2 separate regions of the Zea mays genome follow, and region 1 is linked to region 2. Evidence: chromatin contacts called from public Hi-C data. All regions are on one chromosome and are shown on one strand. The core of a region is the stretch at or near the end of the contact, and the rest is flanking DNA. Distances in the headings are between cores, read along the strand shown. Region 1 holds the start of LOC100194081. Region 2 holds the start of LOC100275232 (putative protein of unknown function (DUF640) domain family protein).

The links. Hi-C and Micro-C count contacts between places; a contact is called where the count stands out from the background.
Region 1: a contact with region 2 is called in a Hi-C map of leaf, with 4 times the contacts expected there. The contact joins the promoter of LOC100194081 here to the promoter of LOC100275232 in region 2. A contact is called at or near these places in 5 of 25 Hi-C or Micro-C datasets (ear, endosperm, leaf and 1 more).

The regions. Positions count from the first base shown.
Region 1 is chr2:31,032,751-31,038,030 of Zm-B73-REFERENCE-NAM-5.0, reverse strand. LOC100194081 reads right to left here and starts at 1,339. Exons shown (of 2, transcript NM_001139136.1): 1 at 1,084-1,339. The coding sequence starts at 1,304.
Region 2 is chr2:30,747,718-30,752,862 of Zm-B73-REFERENCE-NAM-5.0, reverse strand. LOC100275232 (putative protein of unknown function (DUF640) domain family protein) reads right to left here and starts at 2,932. Exons shown (of 3, transcript NM_001149369.2): 1 at 2,702-2,932; 2 at 2,490-2,548; 3 at 1,048-2,109. The coding sequence starts at 2,102. The coding sequence ends at 1,500.

The sequences.
Region 1 (5,280 bases), core at 90-2,589, 290 kb before region 2:
TTTATGATGGTTGAGCACTCACAACAACCAACTCAAAAAATGGAAAATTGCGCCACATACAGATACTGCAAATAAGGAGTGACATGATTACCAAGGAAGAACATTGTTACAACTTACAACGACATCATCTGAGAAATTTGCTATTTTGCCACTCTCAATTTTGGCTGCCTGTTATTATGCCATCCCGTGTCTATGACTGGTGGGACCGTCTGTGTCTATGATTTGTGGGTCTGATGGCATACTGGCGAAGCCCACAAATGATAATGGCAAAATTGCCAATGGCTCAACGACATCTCTACCTGACCAGACAACGTCCTAACTTCTTGTTCAAAAGCCGAAACGTACTCGATGGAGCAAGTGCTGTACAGCCTACCAGGACGATTCCATGGGATGGTTTGCTTAGGAATTTTAGCTCGGGATGGAGTGTACGACAAGGTATTTCAAGTAAGGACGTTTGAGGTGGTGGGCTCGCAAAGGGTTGCGCTGCAATAGTATAAGTACGAAAAAACTGGAATTTTATGGCTGAAGCGGCAATTATTTGAGATCTACCAATCCCCAGAAGATTAAATTTTTGGGACACATCTTGCATCAACCAACCAAAAAGGCTCTCATTTTCATGCCTTCTCATTCTCTGCATCCTGAACTTAAAAGGTTCGGTTTAGTACGCTACAGAGCATCCAGCTCCTACAGTGTCAGTGTGTACTCTGGAGGTATCTAAAACCACCGACTTCCTTGACCAGGAAAGATTACACGCAGGAACATCCCAAGATGCAGCCTCTTATTCATTTACTTCCTTGACCAGGATAGATTCAATGTCTTCCTAAAACATAGTGCCTATTTTACTTTTAACCTCTTCCATATGAAACCGTAGGATCTAGATTGGATGCTCTGGATAGTTTGATTGCACGCTTGCACCAAAATGAGTGATTGCACAGGATATGTGCTCGACATATGTGCTCGACACAATGAGCAACAAAAGTTGCTGGACTAACCAACTGAAAGCTAGACCCTCTTAACATCGACCTAAGGAAGGCACTACATTTGATTCCAAGAACGGGACTGGGAGTGGTTTGAGTTGCTTACTGGGGTGTGCATCTCCCAACTGCTCGGGTGTAGAGGTACCCAGGCCACGCGTGCGCGTCGCCGCGGCTCCCGTCGGTGTGCAGCCGCATCCTCCTGCTCTCCCCATCTGACGCCGCCGCACCAACCCTGTCGTACATCCCATTTGCTGCGCAGAAGGATGAGCAAAGGAAGATGAAGCAGGCGAAAGCTAGAGGAGGACGAAGCGGCGCTTGAGAATCCATCCCCCCTCTCTCTCTCTCCCCTCCGCTGCCTGCTGCTACCCTACACCCTACAGGTCACAGGCGAGGCGACAGAACTTTATGGAGCCCAGTTTGAAATGCGGACACTGTTCTGTTTTTGAGATCGGCTCCTTTTGGAAGGAGCGTGCACCGGGCCCATGCCTGTCTTTATTTGTCATGCCATGGGTATGAGATTTTCATCTCCTCCCTTGGACTTTGAATATATTTTGTCTAGAACCAGCTCGCAGGTGATGGTATGGGATAATGGGCCTCGAGGGAGACACGTTGAGAATGTGAGGTGTGCTGAGCATTTTATTTATTTATTTATATAGATATGGGCTGGATATTTTTAAAGTTAAAATTTAACTACATTCTCAGAAAATATTAGTTGCATTTGTATCTTAAATAAGTTTATTATAAAAAATATATTTAAAGATCTATCTAGTAATAATTATTATATATAAATATATTAGTAGTTCTATATATATTTGGCTAAAGATGGAAATTTTGACAACTTGGGAAATGAGAATGATATTTTTATGGAGCAGAGAGAATCACCAAATAAATTTCCTGTTCAATGGTGTTTCTTTTACATTTGGAAGTTTCTAGGACAAACTTCTCTTAAGACATGTTCAGATCACTTAGATCTAAAATTTAGTTAAACTAAGTTTAATCACCAAATAAATTCAAAAAAAATAGACCACCTAGAACTAAAGTTTAGTTGGAGTAATGTATAAGTGACTATGTCTAGTTCAACGTTGTTTTGATATATGAAGTGAAGTGTAGATGCCTAAAGTTATCATATCAGTGTGAACTAGTTTGGACTGGGATTGAACAGCTGGTTTATAAAAGTCTAAGGTGCTTGACACATGTTCGCTTGGTTTTTATTCAGTATCGACTTCTACTACTTCTACAAGAGTGAAATAGATATAAAAGAAAAAAGGTGAGGGATTATGTAGTTTTTTTTCCTAAAAATTGACTAGTGGATCAAAATAGCATAAACCAAATTACCAAACCCACCAGATGTTGCTCGACCGGTATTTTTTTTAAACACCGACCGGATGATCTTGTGAACACCAGTACCAGATTGTATAATGATACTATGCTGTGGCCAAGTTACTAGACTTCACTCAATGATTTGTTAGTTCAAAACTATATATAAGCGCATTGAATCTACGGCGGTACTATAATTTTCTTGTGTTTTGGTCGTATCTTCTAACTAGAAGTTGTTATTTTTATGTATAGGATTATTAAAAAAAACTCATGTTCATCTGATGAGAAATTGTGTGCGGGGTCACCGTACCCTGTGTTATGCACACTGACCTTTCAATAATCTGTCCATATCTAGTAGATCCGAAGTTCATTACTGCCGAGCATGTACTCGTTGCAAAGGTTGTAAATTCTCTAGAATATTCTACAAAAATGCACTTCGCCAGATCTATTGGAAACCACACAGCGGGTGCTCTGGTGATCCTCAATAAGCTGTCCACTTGTCGATGTTTCAAAGTTTTTGTCATATCTTTTATCCTTTTTGTTTAAACTTTGATTTTGAAGTTCTTCAACTTGTTAAATAGTTTGTAATCAAAATCTCAAAAGCTTAATAATATCATTCCTATTTTACTTACTATAATGTCACGAGATAAGCTCAAGTAAGCCATCTTTTTGTCTTATCTTTGGTAGCTTTCTTTTTTATTCATTGTAAAGTCTGATCCTAAATAATAAATCAGAATGTATAACACGATCATTGGTAAATATATAAACTTTGTGTACCCATACAGATGGCATTACGAGTTTCTAAATCTTGAAACACATGACGCGATCACTGTAAATCTCAAGCCATGACCATGAAACAAACTATAGCTCCATTGAAGGCATATGTATATACTAGCTGAATGCCCGTGCGTTGCAACAAGAATATATAATACCAGTATACTACGATAACTTATATACAAAATGTGTGTTATACCGTTATGAGAAAATGTTTCATAATCAATTTGTGATTCTGGCCATACATAAATTTTGTTATTTATAATCTATCTGTTTCAGCACTACATTACAACCATCAGTATCATGCAGACTTCGATATATGTCACGATTTGCATGGTCTCATCATTGGAGAGCATGTTCCACACATACCGGAAGAAATTCCCTCGTACATCGTTAGTCATCAGACACGTAGCACCATACACTTTTGCTTAAACAAAAAGGCAAGTGTGTGTTTGTGAAGAGAATTAAAGGCAAGTCGGCACAAAAGCTACCCCAACGTTGGCGATGATGACGAACTGGTCATTGTTGTCGGTCCTCCTCTGTGTCATCTCTAGCGCCAAGATGACGCCACAGTCCTCGATATAGTAGTCGTCGAACGCGCGCGACATACCGAGTACTGATGACTTTTGGCTGGGTTGTAAAACGAAGTGCACCTCAGGCTCATTAGCAAGGTAGTACCCCTGGCCGTTGCACCACCGGATGCGCTACTCCTCTACATACATCGTGTTCGAGAACACTCATACAACGTCAGCAACGACCATCGTCTCAACGCACAAGAATTCATGGCCAGTCAGTAGCGACTTACGTGGCAGGTTGGGCTTCAGGTGGACGATGAGCTGGACGGCGTGATGGCGTCGTCGTCGACTGCGGTGCCCAGAACAACCCGAGAGTCGTTGACATTGGCGACGACCATGAGGTCCCCCTGCTTGACGATGGACAGCGCGGAGCAGCCGCTCTGCACCGCGTCCAAGCGGCGGCTGCGCCGGAGCTTGTCGTACATAGCGGCACATACGGCCATGTAGGACTGTTTCTAGAGGTCGAACTGGCAGTCGTCAAGTTTCTTCTTGTCGTTGATGAGCGACCCCAACGCGAGTGCCTCCTGCTAATGGTGTTTGTTCGGGGTTTTCAAGTAAGAAACATGGATTCATGTTTGGCGTTGGTTTATAAAAATGACTCACAAGTGAGATCCATGGAAAAAAGTATTACGAAGAATAAATGTCACGCATGCAAAAAAGTAATTTAAGTTGAAAACATTATTCAAACAAAAGAAATTGCATGCAAGGCTCTTCTTTAAATACTACTCCCTCCATCCAAAAATATAATTCAAGAATCTCGGTTATACTTATCTACTACTACGCATTGTGCAAGGGTAGCAGGTGGGTTTGGGGAGAGATGTAGTAGATGCGTTTTCTATTATAGATGTAGACATAAACACACATGTGGTGTAGTGGTAGCTATTACTAGCATTTGCTTGAGAGGTCGTGGGTTCGAATCCCCTTGGGGCCATGTGTATTTTTTTAATTTTAGCTAGGCGCCGGCTGTACGGGGGAATGAGAATGAGAATGAGATTTGCGGGCAGGGAGAATGAGAATGATAGATATAGAATGGTGGCAGAACATGGGAATGGACTGTGCGCGGGGAGGAGGGAATCGGAAAGGCAGAACAGGGAATGGGCAGAACGCGGAATGGCAGACTTGAAAGTCGCCTAGAGGGGGGTGAATAGGCAAATCTGAAATTTATAAACTTTAAGCACAACTACAAGCCAGAATTAGCATTAGAAATATAATCGAGTCCGAAAGAGAGAGCGAAAACAAATCACAAGCGAATAAGAGCGAGTGACACGGTGATTTGTTTTACCGAGGTTCGGTTCTTGCAAACCTACTCCCCGTTGAGGTGGTCACAAAGACCAGGTCTCTTTCAACCCTTTCCCTCTCTCAAACAATCACTTAGACCGAGTGAGCTTCCTTCCTTGATTTCCCGGGTCAATTAGACCCCGCAAGGACCACCACACAATTGGTGTCTCTTGCTTCGCTTACAAGGCTTTGAGAGTAAGAATGGGAGAAAGAAAAAAGCCAACCAAGCAACAAGAACAACAAAAGAACACAAGCCGATCTTCTCACAAGTCCTAAGAACTAGAGTTGAATTGGGGACTTTGTGTAACACCCAAAAAAACTTATTTTTAAAGTTTAGTAAAAGTTCTCCAAGGGTTTTG
Region 2 (5,145 bases), core at 1,683-4,182:
CAGAAGTGGCTCTCTCTTAAACCAACTGTCTTTAAAAATAGATCTATTTTTAGTGACGATTTACTTAACAAAATCATCTCTAAAATTCATTTCTATAGAGGCTCATAAGCTACAGTGCTCCTTCTCGCTAAGAAAACCGTCATTCTCATAAGAAACAGGAGATATCTTAAAAAAGTCATTTCTTACTAGTGATAACTCTTTTTAATCATGGTAGATGTCAAATTAAAATGGAATAAGAATTACAATTAGTTATCTAAATATTAAGCTTATTAAAGCTAGGAAGAACTCCCGCATGTATAAACCACCGTATACCAATTGAATAAATACATTCAGATGTTGTAAGCAAAAATGAACATAGGTGTTAGAACAACTCTTTCCTTCGTATAATACTATTTAAAAGTCATGCATGCAGACTGTACGACGACTAAACCATAAATTTTTGCTCATTTTTATTTGGTTTATAATGTGGAGGTGAAAAATCCCCAGACGTAAAATGGTTATCCCCACTCCCCAGACGCAATAGCTGTAGGTGGACAGATAATCTCAACTGACGATCGAGTAAACAGTAGCAAGCAAAAACATATATATACTAGAAACCCATGAGAATGAAACTTAGCAACATGGTCGTGTACGTTTTAATTTCCTATATATGCTTCATGTGCCACAAGAACATCAAATAGCAGAGAGCTATTCATATCAGAAACCCATGGGAAAAGATCGATCGTAAAACAAAGGACAGCAATTTGCCACATGCATACTGTATGTACTCGATCGCAAGAATGCACATAGAATAGCATCAATAGTGAGTAGGACATGCTTGTCCGATCCTCCTTGCTAGCTATTGCGCGCGCACTGTACAACGCTCTCGCCCGGCCCTATCGCCGTTGAGGCAACTAGACATGCACCATTGCCATCGATCACTGCCACTGCATCCTGGTACGGTACCATTAAAAGGGAAACGAAACAGGAAGCAAAACTAGAAAACAAGAGACGCAGATGCTTGCCAGGATCGAAATGACACATGCATGCGTAGAGAGAGAGATAGATGGACACACACACGACACAGGCTTTTGAATTTCCCACAAACAGAAGCTGCAGCAAAGAGAGATCACCATATATGTATCTCCCTGTCCCTAGCTAGACCTCAAAGGACGTACGGACGACGGACATACTACTCCTCAGTCCAAAGTACAGCAAACACACTTGCTCACTCCTACAAGCAATGCAAATAGATCCGACAACACCAAAGCGAATCGAAAACACAGGACCAGCAATGCAGTACACACACGTACTAGATAGTAGTGCTTCTCACGGGTAGAGTACACGGATCATCATACACTACTGCTGCCATGCACATGCATGCACGCATACGCGCGCGAGATGATACATAAAATATGTATGCTCAAGCTCAATCTGGCATCATACCGGCCAAATGGGAGAGCGTACGTACGTACGTACGAGGCTACGAGCCGTCGAGGCGACGATGGAACATCTCAGGCTCAGCAGGCGGCGCCGGCGGGCGGCGGGGGCGGCGGCGGCGGCTGGTGCGCGTGGCCGTGAAGGCCGCCGCTGCTGTCGCCCTGCAGCTGCTGCGGCTTCTTGCGCTTCTTCTTCTCGTAGCTGACGCCGCGGGCGCGGGCCTGGTGCTCGCGGACCTCGCGGAGGTAGAGGCGCACGGCGCGCGCCGCGAAGGGGTTGGACTCCGGGCGGCCCCCGTTCTCCTCGAAGGCGGCGCGGAGGCGGCCCACCAGGGCGTCCAGGCTGCCCCAGGCCTGGCGGAGCGGGCAGGGGCACGGCGCCGGCGGGTTCGGATGGCCGAAGAAGGGGCACGCCGGGCCGTGCACCTTGGTCTTGCCGAACTGGTCCAGGTAGCGGAGGAACTCCAGGACGTGAGCCCCGCTGCACTGCGCCAGGCTCAGCGGCGGCCGGTGGTTCCGCAGGTACTGCCCGAACGTGTTCCAGTCGCGCCGCTTCTGCGCCTCGTACCGGCTCGGCGACTGCGGCGTCATGGAACCAACCGACGGCGATGCGCCTCCGCTGCTCGGCCCGATGCCGTTGCCCCCTCCTGACGAGGGGCTGTCGGGGTTCGGCGACATGTCCATGGATGAGCTAAGGATCGGAAGGGGGGAAAACAGAGAGAAAGGAGTGTAGCTTGTGTGAGCTGAAACAGTTTCACCTTTACATCTTATTTATTATAATCGATATGATAATTAGGCCTCCTCCTCCTCTGTAGGAGTAATATTCTTTACTCAATGAAGAAATGGGTATTTAATTTGCATATCCATATAATACTGTATACTACTACATATATATTCTCGTAAGCCTGCATTATTGTAGCACAAGTTGGGATTGGAGGGATCTGTTTATTCGGGATCGGAGCTGTGCTCAGAAGTTCCAAGTGGCCACTGAGATGACTAGAGCATATGCAGCTAGTCCGTGTGTCTGAAAATCTTCTTCGAAAAATATCAAAGAAAGGAACAAGTAGTTACCAGCTGAGCTTTGGTTCTCACAAGTACTGTGGGAGTTGGAGCCTGCTGGCTTCTTGAGCCTGCATAAGATCCAGCAGCATGGAGCATAATAATCAGATCAAGAACGAAGCAAATGATCGCATAAGTAGAAGATATATAGTGTTAAGGATTAAGCATTGGAATAGTAGGGAGAGTATATAGCTCCCTGGTTCATCCCATCTGTTGCTTCTTACTCTCTCGCAGTGGTAGTGATGCCGGTAACACAGTTGCTGTGCTGGGGTGCTGGCTCACTCTCATAAGCCCATCGTCTGGTGATTGGGGATCTGCAGGGAGAGCACCAGCTTCAGGATCTGTTTGAGGGTGTGGGGAATTGCATGCTGCTGCTTCTATTTTTAGGGGGGGAGCGCAGGGACTGGTGGGGGTGGTGTTTGGCCTAAAAAGGAGAGATGAGAAGTGACTGAGACATGGAATCAACAGTGTAGTGAGCAGTGTATACTCAGCTAGGGCTTTTCTGAGAGTGTGTGGGGTGGGGCCGGGTGGGGTGGGGTTTGGAGGACACTGGGGCGAGGGGGCGTGAAAGGTGACGTGACAAAAGTAATATTTTCAAGTGTGGTAGAGTGTGTACGGTTTGATAGGAGTTGTCGTTTCAGTGCATGCACCACAGTGGATGTGTTGAACTGGAGATTTTTAGCGGCCTCTACCGATATCGTCTTTCCATGTACAGGTGCGATATATACTCTGTATCCACGGCGATCTAACTAATGGTGATCTCGTTACTGATGGAATTGATCTCAAGCTAGATTCAGCGAGAGGATTCAGCGAGAGGATCCTCATGTTCTGACAGAGGGCGTAACAACTTATTTGTTGCAGCGTTTTTTCATATACGAGAAGCCATTCACTCTAACACGGTTATATCATTCTCAATGAGAGTTTCAAACTCATTAAATACGATGACACATCATCATGCTTGGTGATATAGTAGTGTAATTAAGAGGAGAGATATTGAGAGAGTTTAATGGGAGAGTTTAATGGGGATGAAACTCCGCATACACGGTTGACTAGTTTAAATATCTGATGTGGGAGCATTGGAAACAAATGCATTGAAACTCACCACTGAGAATAGCCTTAGTGACAGGAAGATCATCGCATTTGCGCCCTCAGTGCAACAACCATGATACACCGATTTCGACACCGACCACTAGAGTCTCCACTTCCCATGGCGACCTCCGCCAATTCCAACGCTATGGGCCCAGTTTTACCCATTTTAGTACCTAGGGTTATAGTCTAAGATTCTATAGACTAACAGTGTAACCAAATCCAGGTTTGGCATCTAAATCCTAACCGTAGAATCCACATCCTTTAGGTTTTAGGACCCCATCGAGCCAAATCCGCATAAATGGCTTGGATCTAGTCGAGTTTTAGCTCTACAACAAGTTGAAGGAGGGGAAATAATCAACTCATCTTGCTCAATACCTAACCCTAGGTTGGAATCCCCAAAAGCTTCATACCCCGAAACTCTAACCCTAGTTTAGCTCTCCACTTATAGGTGCACATTTGGGCCGCCTGGGCCGGTCCAGTCCAAGCCCGAAAAGGATCGGCACGATTGAATTTCTTCCCGAGGTGGTCCATGGGCTTAGCCCTCAACCCGACACGTTATCGGTTAAACGTGTCGGGCTCATTTCGGGCAACCCGAAATTGTAAAAAGCCAGAAATTCAAATTCTGGCCTGAAATTCAAACAAGGCCTGAAATTCATATCAGAGCTCGAAATTCACATAAAATCCCAAAATTCACAACAAAAACCCGAAATTCAATATATCATTTAGTAGATATTTACATTTCAAGCTTTATAATTTAAAAAAAAATCAAAGAACACAAAACCAATGGGTGGTTGACACTTCATACCGTGATTAAACATGCGGCTAGCCAAATTGGAGCGAATGATTTTCATGATTAGAAGTGGATGACCAAATGAATATGGGGCTTTTCGTGCTTGTAAAGGGGATATTTCATGCCTCCGTAAACGGGTCATGATGCTCGTGCCCGCTCGTGGGCCGCGACCTCATCCTAAGCCCGACCCGATGCATAATTTCAAGCTGGCCCGACCCAAACTTATTTTGTTTCGTGTTGTGCTTGGGCCGTGCTTTTTTCATGCTTCGAGCCGACCCACTAGGTCCAGCCCAAATGTATACCTCTGTTCCCACTCAAGCCAAAGAGTGAAACGAAGGGCCTACCTGACCTTATGTCATCGTCCTGAACGTTGACACTATGGAACAAAGGGCGACATGATCGTTAGTCGCCCATGCAGAGGCTGCACGTGGATTATGGCACCGTCACAATTCTACTTGTAAGAAAAATGGATCGAGGTTCATTTGATAATAGAGTTTTGGTATTCAATGATCAGTGTAACCATTTAGACTAAAACTGTTTGCTAGTGTTTATGTATATAGTTCAAAATATGCAACATGGACTTGGGCAAAGGCAAAATGGTGATTGAGATGATCAACACCACAAGAAAGACATTACAAGACTCATTGGAGATCTGCAACAACATACAAGAATCCAAGACACAAGATCATGAAGAAAGGGTATTGTAGGCTTCAGACCGAGGTATTGGACAATTATGAGGGTGACATCAGACCATATGGTTAAAGCCAACCCTAATTGATAGAAAATAGG